Regions from separate parts of the Bombyx mori genome. Here region 1 is linked to region 2. The links are chromatin contacts, called in public Hi-C maps. All regions are on one chromosome and are shown on one strand. The core of a region is the stretch at or near the end of the contact, and the rest is flanking DNA. Distances in the headings are between cores, read along the strand shown.

Evidence for each region. Hi-C and Micro-C count contacts between places; a contact is called where the count stands out from the background.
Region 1: a Hi-C map of posterior silk gland shows a contact between it and region 2, with 2.1 times the contacts expected there. The contact joins the promoter of LOC101742904 here to the enhancer-like site in region 2. A contact is called at or near these places in 3 of 7 Hi-C or Micro-C datasets (middle silk gland, posterior silk gland and whole pupa).

The regions. Positions count from the first base shown.
Region 1 is chr9:16,623,622-16,628,972 of ASM3026992v2, forward strand. It overlaps LOC101742904 (zinc finger protein 1), which reads left to right and starts at 2,587. Exons shown (of 4, transcript XM_012694745.4): 1 at 2,587-3,069. The coding sequence starts at 2,940.
Region 2 is chr9:16,314,818-16,320,258 of ASM3026992v2, forward strand. No RefSeq gene overlaps it. Among protein-coding and RNA genes, the nearest start is that of Mir2774c, 52 kb to the right of the region's middle. Within about 2 kb of position 2,919, at least 7 of the 8 cell types and tissues checked have open chromatin away from gene starts, as enhancers often do.

The sequences.
Region 1 (5,351 bases), core at 1,337-3,836, 310 kb after region 2:
CATCGTCAGCTTTTACTGGATTCATGCTCGGATAGCTTATTTTAAGGAAATTCAGTTTGCTCAATCAGTGCACATACCTACCGCTGTAATTTTTATTCCTGCGGCCCTGTTGTCGTTTGTTCCCCGAAAAGAGTAGACATTGCATTGGAATATTAGAGTAAAACACAGTAAGATATAAGTAGTCAAAAAGAGGTAACAGGTGATATTTGGAAAGTTGTAGAATCTCAACGTGAGCCGGTCTCTGTTTCTGCTAGTTAACAGCTGGATAGAATAAGATTTTTGGATTTATCGTCCGCATATAGAGGAGCACCTTATACCTTCTACAACTTCGAGCTTCATGTAGCGAGTGAAGCGGTAGTAACAGCAGCTTTCGATTGCATAGGGCATAGCGCAAGTGTTTCGCCAATGTACAAAGGAATACTAGGATAAATACTTCTTGTGGTACCACCCCGCACAGATGCAAAATATTTTTCTCAAACGGCAAAAATATCATTAAAAAAAATTCTCCGACAAAATGAATGAAACTAATTACCGATTGTCGAATGAGAAGCATCGTCAATACCACCATATTTCATTAGAACAATGTCATTGTGTAGGTGCACCTAGAATGCACGTGTCGATGTTGTGTAATAAAACAATAGTATCGGTACACGTGTAGTGCACGTGTTGTACGACACTCAGCGGCCATAGAGAATGCCGTATTGTTTTTTTTACGTTCTTTTAGGGGACTTCGTCTAAGCAGCATCTTTAACTAATTTTGAATTTTATAAAGAGAGGTAGGCTAGCAGATAGACGGGCAATATAGAGGGCAAGCGTTCCAGAGGACGCAGTCCTACGAGATGGTCGGACCAAATTCGGTCTTGTCTGGACATGAAGCTCCACGAGGCCAAGGATCGCAGCACATGGAAAACAATCGTATAAGAGAGATTGATACAGCGTGGGAGTCACGACCCTCAGTAATGAGAAGGACGACGCGGGGGAGGGTAGCAGAATGTCAATATGCTACGGGAACTCGTGGGCACAATTCATGTTACTTGACCAAGTATAAGACTAACCTAGGTACTATAATTTCTCCAGGTGGCTCCACCCATCTTGAGACAGAAGTCTCAATTGTATTATGTAGTAGCTGCCGGAGTTTTCCTGCAGGCAAGATTACTTCACGACAGGTAGGCAGGGTAATGATACCTATCAGCCGTAAATGTCAGTTGGCGATCGCAGTGTGCTGCTCTTTCTCTAGTATATTCCTTTCACGACACCGTCGTGATGAGACGGAGTGGTGCTGGTTCCACAGCCAAGCCAGCCCAGCACTCTTTAGTGGTTTCGTGTTGAAGTTTAATTTTTTATCGGCCGTGAAGCAGTAATGCGTTTCGGTTTGAAGGGTGGGGCAGCCGTTGTAACTATACTGAGATCTTAGAACTTATATCTCAAGGTGGGTGGCGCATTTACGTTGTAGATATCTATGGGCTCCAGTAACCACTTAACACCAGGTGGTCGGTGAGCTCGTTCACCCATCTAAGCAAAAAAAAAAATTTCGGGAATGTCGCCAGTACACTTACCTCTACTAACCTTTATTCAAATTGGTAATGTAACACAAGTTTCAGACCATAATTTTCCTGTACTCACTTTATAATAATACGCATATACTTTTTAAGCACATTGTAAAATAGTAATTAGTTGAAGAAAGGTAATAATAATTACCGTCGAATGAACAAGTAAACAAATTACTAATTTGTTTATTATTTTAAGTTGTTTACTTTTCCCAATAGTGTTTATAAATTATAGGCATTAACTCACCTAATTCTGTTTATCTTTAATCTGTAGGTATGCTGCTTTCCAAAGTTTGTGTCGTGAAGTAGTTGTCCGTTGCCTCTTGAGCGGCAGGAGGGCCGTCAGTCTAATATAATTACGACTTCAGCGGATCTCTTCTTTCAACATACAACAACAAACGCATACATTTAACATCTGAAGAGCCGTTTGCTTAGTTGAAATACTATTCTATATTTGTATTTCGTAACGACTCCGTTTCATTGTCACAAGTCTTTTATTGGTAGGCTTCATGAAGCTAGCTCCATCTAGCGACCGAAAGCAAAACTAAAATTTACGTTCAAATTAATATTTTTATTCAGTATGTGATAATATATGGGATTTAGTATATAATTTAAGAGTTGGTTTAAAAAAGTAAGCAATGTGTAAAATTTCTCTGTACTGTTTTTTTTTTAAATTATTTAGTCCCAATTTTAATTTGTCAAAAGGCACTATGATGATGATTCATATCCAGGTAAGGTGTAATCTTTCTTATTATCGTTTTTATTTCAATATTACAACGGTATTTGAAGTCCTGAGATAAAATATTCCTAAACAACAATAAGATTAGAAGCAAGATAGAGACAGGTAGAGTTATAAGAAGGTGGAGCTTGCATTCCTCGTATAAACAAATCGAAGGTGTTTTGTAGCTCGTCTGCGGTTACAAATGAAGTGCATGGCCATTATCGCGAAGGTGTTATAATATGGCAGCGAGCGGTAGGGCGATGAGCGGCGGCAGTCGGGCGCAGTAATTAAGCCGCGGAGGGGGGCGGGGGCGCGGGACAGGGCGGGGCGAGAGGCGGCGACACTCCGCCGTGCGTCGCGCACCACACTGCACGTCCGACCGCGCGCGGGCCATGGTCGCGAGAACCGATGAGAGCATGTTTGGCTGCTATGGTGACAGCTACTCGTACCGCCTGTGGAGCCTGGCCAACGTGTGGGGCGCCTGCCGATGTGAGTAGTGCCTCGACGGCGGCCCGTCCCCGAACTTTCACCGCTGACGTCAGCGGAGGCTGTGATTCTCGGTTTAGTACGACGTAATTGCGATTGATAGTCCGCGAGTTGTGCGACGCGATATCGGAATCTGATAGTAGCCGGTGGTCTCGTTCAGTGAGGTGTGAGAACGGTGTCGCTCGATGAAAGTGCAGAGCGCGCTTATGGGAGTTGGCGGTTGGTACGAACGTTCGGCAGCCGCTTGGCTTGCGGACATGAGGAGTAAGCAAGTCCCGACGTCCACCACCTCGGCCAGGCGGCTTGCGGCCTTAAGTAAGCTTCGTTTCCTTTTGTTTTAATTTGCATTATCTATCTTCTACCAGTATTATTAACATCTTACTTTTCTTTCCTTTTAATTTATATTTCATTTTTAATTTCCTTCCAAAGTTTCATGTGAAACTTAATTTTAAAGTTACTCAAAAATTCAGTGAAAATAAAAGAGTAATAATTTCCCTAGCCCGCTCGTGTAACAGATAAAACTTACAACTTGAATTTCCCAAGTTCACCGCGATTAATCGAAACAGGTGAAAAAACATAACTTGGATGACATTAAAAATAATATTAGAACAGGTCTTCACGTTTCTAATGAACGGTCGGACGACCTGTCCCCCGTCTCCCCCGGGATATAATTCATCCACTTGAGAATCGGGAACAGGTACAAACAGACTTGAAAGAAAGTTTCGTTTGTCGAGGGGAACCCGCTTGCTTTCACCGTCTTAAATCGTAAATGATTATGTTGTTTTAATTCATTTGCTTTTTATTCTTTTACCTACTTTTTATTTTATTCTTCCTCTTTGAGCGCCGCCTGTCTGAGTGGATGTAATAGGGACGTTTGATGCGTTCTGTCGTTTTTACAATGCGCTTAGAACGAGTCGGAACGCGGACGAATAAATTAGTTGAAAGTTGCGTTTTATCGCTAATTCGGGACGATCAAACGATATGTCGTGACGTTTGTGTTTAACGATAAACTATACAATAAACTTCGTATGTATCAAAGATGAACAACGGACGGACGCAAATATTTACAAAATAATAAAAACTACTTAAAACGTGCAGATCGTCAAACGTCTAAAAATAATAATAATGAACTTCAATATAATTAACAAAAAAACATACTTAAACAAGGAAAACCCTAAGTAATGGAATCTTATCGAGAATGGAAACCGGGCAAACTAGCTGTGTGTACCTAGAACAGATAAAATGAAGCGATGCCTACCTATTGGCACTCTAATTACTTGTTTGTTTTACAAGTAACGATCTGTGAGCATCTCATTAAATGTTTGTCAAGCATTTAGATCTGTGAGCTTTGTGATTTAAGGCATGATTCATCGAATGAGTCATTAACTGATTTTTGTTTATTGCATTTTCACCTCTTGACTTCTCCAGTCTGAATCATTGGAGGTGTAACAGACAGTCAAGCTTATTTATAGGCTTATTAGCTAAAGGTAAAATTGCGTGAATGTGTTGTGCGGTATCCACATAAGGTACAAGACTAATGAAGTGAAAATTTTTAACTTAATCGGTAATTTTGTTCTTTTAATCGATTTTAATAAATGCAATTCTTAAAACAACCGAAACCAAAAAAATCTATTTCCAAACGAAAATAGCCTCTTCTCCGCTCTGGAATTCGATAGCAAAAAGACAGGTTTTTTCAAAAAAGGGCCAGGTTTACATAAACATTGAATTTTTTAAACGCTAGACCAGCAGGCGATCTCGTTGTTCGATCTAGGCAACACAACAACCAATAATATTTCGCAGAAAAACTTTTTTTTTTATTGCCCTTGTAGGCAGATGAGCATACGGCCCACCTGATGGTGAGTGGTTACCGTCGTCCATGGACTTCAGCAATGCCAGGCTGCCATCAAATGGCTTATAATATTGAAACTAAAATGTTTTTATTGTTAATTGCGTAATTGATTCACCCGCGGTAGAGCGAGCTATAAGCCTCATCGTGCTCTAGCAGCGACCGTAAGACAGGATAGCTGTTAGTTGTTCCTTGTTCTAGTATATATAAATAAGTAGCTGAGTTTACTGGTGGTAGGACCTCTTGTGAGTCCGCACGGGTAGGTACCACCGCCCCGCCTAATTCAGCAGTAATGCGTTTCGGTTTGAAGGGTGGGGCAGCCGTTGTAACTATACTGAGACCTTAGAACTATATCCACAGATCATAGAAACACAGGAGATATGGCAAGGAGGCGTGGCGCTTGCGAACGCATCTGGCCTCAAAGCGGCTTGATGCCAGTTTCGGTCATTAGTCGAATGTCAACTTGCGACGTCTTCATTGCTTACGATTTTTAACAAAATGCCGCGTTGTTCAGTGATTGTTTGCAAAAATAACAGCTGTATTGTGAATTACAAGAAAGATAGCATCTCATTTCACACGTAAGTACTACAATATTATAGTTTATCATATTGAAATTACAGAATTCATTAAAAAATTTAGAAAAGCGATGATAGATCCCTTTTCATTAGGAACTAAAACCATTGCTTGCTTAGTACAAATGAATCGATGAATCGGCTGCTCTAATAGCGCAATGGATAATTTTTTTACTGAT
Region 2 (5,441 bases), core at 1,669-4,168:
ATTGTGTTCCAATTTTATTTGACAGATCAATGTCCAAGAAAATAAATATCGCATGGCATTGAGCATCGTCTACTTGTGTATGCGAATAAAACGGACAAGTGCGTATCTGCCAATGTACAGAAAAGGGTTCCGTAGGCATAATGAATAAATTCACGACTAAAATCCATTTAAATAAAAATTCAATGGTTTTCGTAGGTTGGCGCATCACTAGATAAGGGTTGGATCGATTTAATTAGCGATTTTTAGAGAAAATAAGATTCGATTGTTTTCCGAATAAAAAAATTTGAATTTCTTACAGGACGCCGGACTTAAAACTGTAAGCACGATACATATAAAAGTGTAGGTATTTTCAAAAAGAATACTCTGTTTTGCCCATTTTTGAGTGAGTTTTTCTTTTTTGTTTAGATAGGTGGATGAGCTCACAGCCCACCTGGTGATAAGTCGTTACTGCAGCCCATAGACATCCACAACGCAAATACGCCACCCACCTTGAGCTAAGGTCTCAGTATAGTTACAACGGCGGCCCCCCCTTTCAAACTGAAACCCATTACTGCTTCACGGCAGAAATAGTCAGGGTGGTGGTACCTACCCGTGCGGACTTACAGAGGTCCTACCACCAGTACTAGAGACGATATCTAGTATTAAATGTACCGGTTTAAAAATACATTTTTATAATATTTTAATACAGCACGCACTGAAACACAAACAAAAATCCGGTAACGCATGTGGTCATCGGTATTCTTGTAACGCGAATTTTCTTCATTTTAGAAAGCGTTTAAGACATTAATAGACCTAATTTATATTGCTTAGTGTTGGATGCTTAGGTTTCTTGAATAAAACTTCCAAATAGATCTTGAGCTTGTATTTTCTTTATACAGGTTTTTTTCTTAATTTTTATGTTGCGAACAAGTTAGCTTGGTACGGCGATTTTTTTAAGTGTAAATGGTGTAGGTGAAAATAAATAAAATTATCAAGATTGCTCCTTAACATTTCGTAGGCTATAACACTTAGGAAATACTATTATTCTCTAGCTGAAGAAATATATACAGCTTTGACCACGGAAACGATTCCTATATTGTAATATTTGTTTAAAGTTAAGTAAAGATCCACAGCAACGAGGTCAATCACCAATTAATCGTAGTTGTAATGAATATTGTTACAAATATCAACACTACTTCTACGTAAGCGCGTCATGTACGCAACCGTCTTTTTGACCTTAGATAAGGAGTGATAATGCACCTTTACTGTTAATAAAGACTTAGACCAGGAGATCTATACTATTACCGAACTTCAAGCGCTTACCCACTGAGTTTCTCGCGGGATCTTCTCAGTGGCTCGCGTTTCCGATCCGGTGGTAGATTCTACGAAGCAATGCTCTCGCTAGGGTTAGTGTTAGCAATTCTCTTTGATTGAGCCCGTGAGCTCACCTACTGGTCGGCTTGAAGTCGGAATAGCCCCTTAGGCTAGGTAGGAACCAACAACTAGGTAGGAAAAAAGCTAGCTTTTTTTAATTGCTAACGTTCAATGTCATTAAATATAGACCCCAGATCATACCTTATGTTGTGTATATGACCTTGGGCCGGTGATATGGTGTGCTATAAGTGCGAGGGGTGGAGTGCGTGGAGTGCTCTGCCTATACTTCTACGTTAAAAATGAATTTCGCGTTCTGATGTAAAATAACACGATATCCCTTACTACAATGCAATCGAAACTTTGATCTACTGTATCAAAGTAGGTGGCAATATGGTGCGCTAATTGTGAGCATTTGTGAGCAGCCCTGAGATTAATGAATAAACAAAACTTCGATCACTTTATCACGGTTTCATTTGTAGAAACTTACAAATAAGTATGTAGCTTCACGGAGGGGAGACGGCTGTTGATATTAGGAAGCACACAGGATTAATATCACAACTTCGCAGCTCAGGTCACCAAATTCGCTTTCGGAGCCTACCAACAACCCAAGGCAACTCTTAAAAGGAATTCAAAAGGTACTTTCTCTTCCCACACGCATTATACACAGCAACTTACTTACGAATTATGAAGAACGTCAAGGAAATACCGTGACACCTAATACCCAATGACTATTATCCCCATTACCGTCACCTACATCTGCTGCTCGGTCACGTGCTCTGAGCAGACGCCGACAACCACATTCCTACCTCCTGAACTACATGTGAATTAAGCAGCCATTCGCACAGAAAACACATACCTACCCACGTCGACAGATAACGGCTTCTAGGAAGTAGGTTCGGAGGTTATCGCTGACGATTTAATGACACGGCCGCTTGGTTTTAGTTATCAGCACTTGTTATATTTGAAAAAAAAGTTTTAAATAAGGTTAAGCCGACGACTGGCCCCATTATAATTTTAGATTTACATTACATTAATTGAAGCCAATATATCAAACCACGGGCACTTTGATTTAAGTGATACCTTAATACAACCAACTCAGCTTAATACAACCGTCCACCTTGATACGTGACATCAAGGTGTCTATGATATAACTATCCTGCTTTACAAAAAATAATATTGCAAAGTTGGGTGGACGAGCCCACGGCACACTTGTGGTTAAGCGTTTGACAGAGCTCATAGACATCAACAGTGTATATAAATACCGAAACCCACCGTGTCTATTCTAAGTCTCAGTTTTACAGCAAGATGACTGCCACACCGTTGAAACCAAAATGCATTACAGCTTCACGACAGAAATAGGCACACAAAACATCTTAGCACCATTAAAAAATATCAATTTTTCTGTAAAAATAAGCGTGTTAGTGGTACTAAGTAGCATAGGCTACCAAACCCTGGTAGAATTTGCTGGAGGCGTGAATTATTTCCTAGCGACTACACATACTTATACCTTTCTACAAATGTGCAGTAAACAATAAATAAAACATAACACGCATACATGGAAGCCGCGATGACGTCATGCGACAACCTGTCGCCCTCGCCGTGTAATTAAACCCGTCCGAAGGCGCAGGGACGTGACTGCTTCGATAGATCACTTATCGATAAATTGCAAGATTCTTTATTAGCACCGAGTGCTTAGGGACTAGATTTTAAAATATGCAAAGAATCAGATATGTTCAAGATAAATCAGTAAAAGGTGTTTTCGAGAATCAGAGATGTGAGTTCGAGGCGCAAATGGTGCAAAAAACCGGAGAGTTTCATAAATACTATCAAAAAATCAATTTGCCAACCTATTACTACTGCAGGTGCCATGTCTGTCTTTATATTATTTTACGTGTGTTAGAGCTGACACAAGCCAGCGATAACAAAAGAACGATGGTGATCCCACATTGATTTAATTACTACTTGGAGTACAGAAATATTGCTAACGATAAATACAGGGGAGGTGGCTGTCCATCTTAACATAGCGCTTAGTAATTTGCCCGATAGTAAAAGTCGTGATAAATATATACAATTTTAGGATAGTTTGCGAGATTTAGTGACGCTTATGTTCTCGATTATAAACTAATGAGACTATTACAATATATATATATATATATATATATTATTGCTTTCGATAGGCATATATATATATATATATATATATTATTGCTTTCGATAGGCATACGAGCTTACGGCTCATCTGATGGGAAATGATAACCGTCGCCCATAGACATCCAAATTACATCAGAGACTCAGATGCGCTGCCTATCCTGGCCTGGATGGGCAGCCTTATGTATGTTACACCAGCTATCCTGTCCTTCAGACCGGAACACAGTATTACTGTTTTGCGGCAGAAATAGACAGGACGGTGGTACCAACCCGGGCGGGCTTCTACACAGAACCCTACCACCAGTATAGACAGGACGGTGGTACCAACCCGGGCGGGCTTCTACACAGAACCCTACCATATCTAATTGATATAAGTGCTACTGAATACCAATACGATTTTAAGTATCATCTGTAGTTACCTGTGTGGTTACCGTCTATTTTGGCATGAGAGACGACGAGAATTCTGATTTTGCCATGCTTTGACCGGAATATAGACGGTTTCGCGACAGAAATAGATAGGGCTGATCTCATGTTTGTTCACAACATGTCCTTTTATTAAAACTTCAATATCGATACAAGAGGAGTGCATCACTAAGCCGACCCCCACGATAGCTCGTTTTATTAAGGAGAGTTTTTTGTGCGGCCACACGTGCTTGCCATACCTCGCCTGGATCGTCTTGTCCGACTTATTATGTACGGATATTATATTGCTTTTAGTATATCTAGTGAATCTCTACTACACTGGTGGTAGGACCTCTTGTGTCCCGATATGGGTAGGTACCATCGCCTTGCCTATTTCTGCCGTGAAGCAGTAATACGTTTAGGTTTGAAGGGTGGGGCAGCCGCTGTGACTATACTGAGACCTTAGAACTTATATCTCAAGGTGGGTGGCGCATTTACGTTGTAAATGTCTATGTGTAACATAACCCATAGACATAGTGCCCTGAGTTTCTCGCCAGATTTCCTCAGTAGGTCACGATTCCGATTCGGAGGTAGATTATGCGAAACACTACTCTTGCTAGGGCTAGAGTTTTTTAGGCTATATGAACCGCAAAAGTGATAAGAATTTATTACCATTATTAACTTTATGTTTTTTTTGAGTTCGGCCAAGGATTAAACCCGTGTTCCGTACAACAAGTCAAAGTCAACAATTAGTCCAGCAGAGCGATCAACTACACTGATGAACCTATTAAAACATTTCATGGCACAATTTCATGACCTTCTATATATATTTTTGTAGTTTTATTGCTTAGATGGATGGACGAGCTCACAGCCCACCTGGTGTTAAGTGGTTACTGGAGCTCATAGACATCTACAACGTAAAAAGTGCCACCCACCTTGAGATGTAAGTTCTAAGGTCTCAGTATAGTTACATATTACATATATACAGTATAGTATCAATCTTAACAATATTTTTGGAGTTTACTCCTTTAGAATCGATTTACATATATAGGCCCGGGGTATGAAAATTATGGGGACCAAAATCGTACTAGCATGTCACACGAAATGCGTTATGCGCCTGATTGCGCATGTCACACGAAATGCGTTATCGCAGGTGACGCCGGGCTGCTGCGCCGGCAGTCCGCCACAAAGCCTCGTACTGATCGCGCGTTTCTCTCATTATTGTATTTTCATATATTTGTTAGTCGTTTGTTTTGTGTCTCGTTAATTTGTTAATAATCTGTAGTGTATCGTGTTGTCGTAATATAGAACTATTTCTCGTATTGTTTCGTTTAATTTTTTATATCCAGTAAACTCCAGTCGTGCGTCGGAGCGGACACACACACTTTTTTTAATTCTATACTTGAGTTATGTTTTTTTCGCTTTCGTCTCTAATATAGTTTTACAATATAATTTTTTTTAAACTTATAAATAAATGTGTTAAAATCTTACTGAATGATTGTAAAATCAATAGACGACTTGTAATACTACTTTTTTCT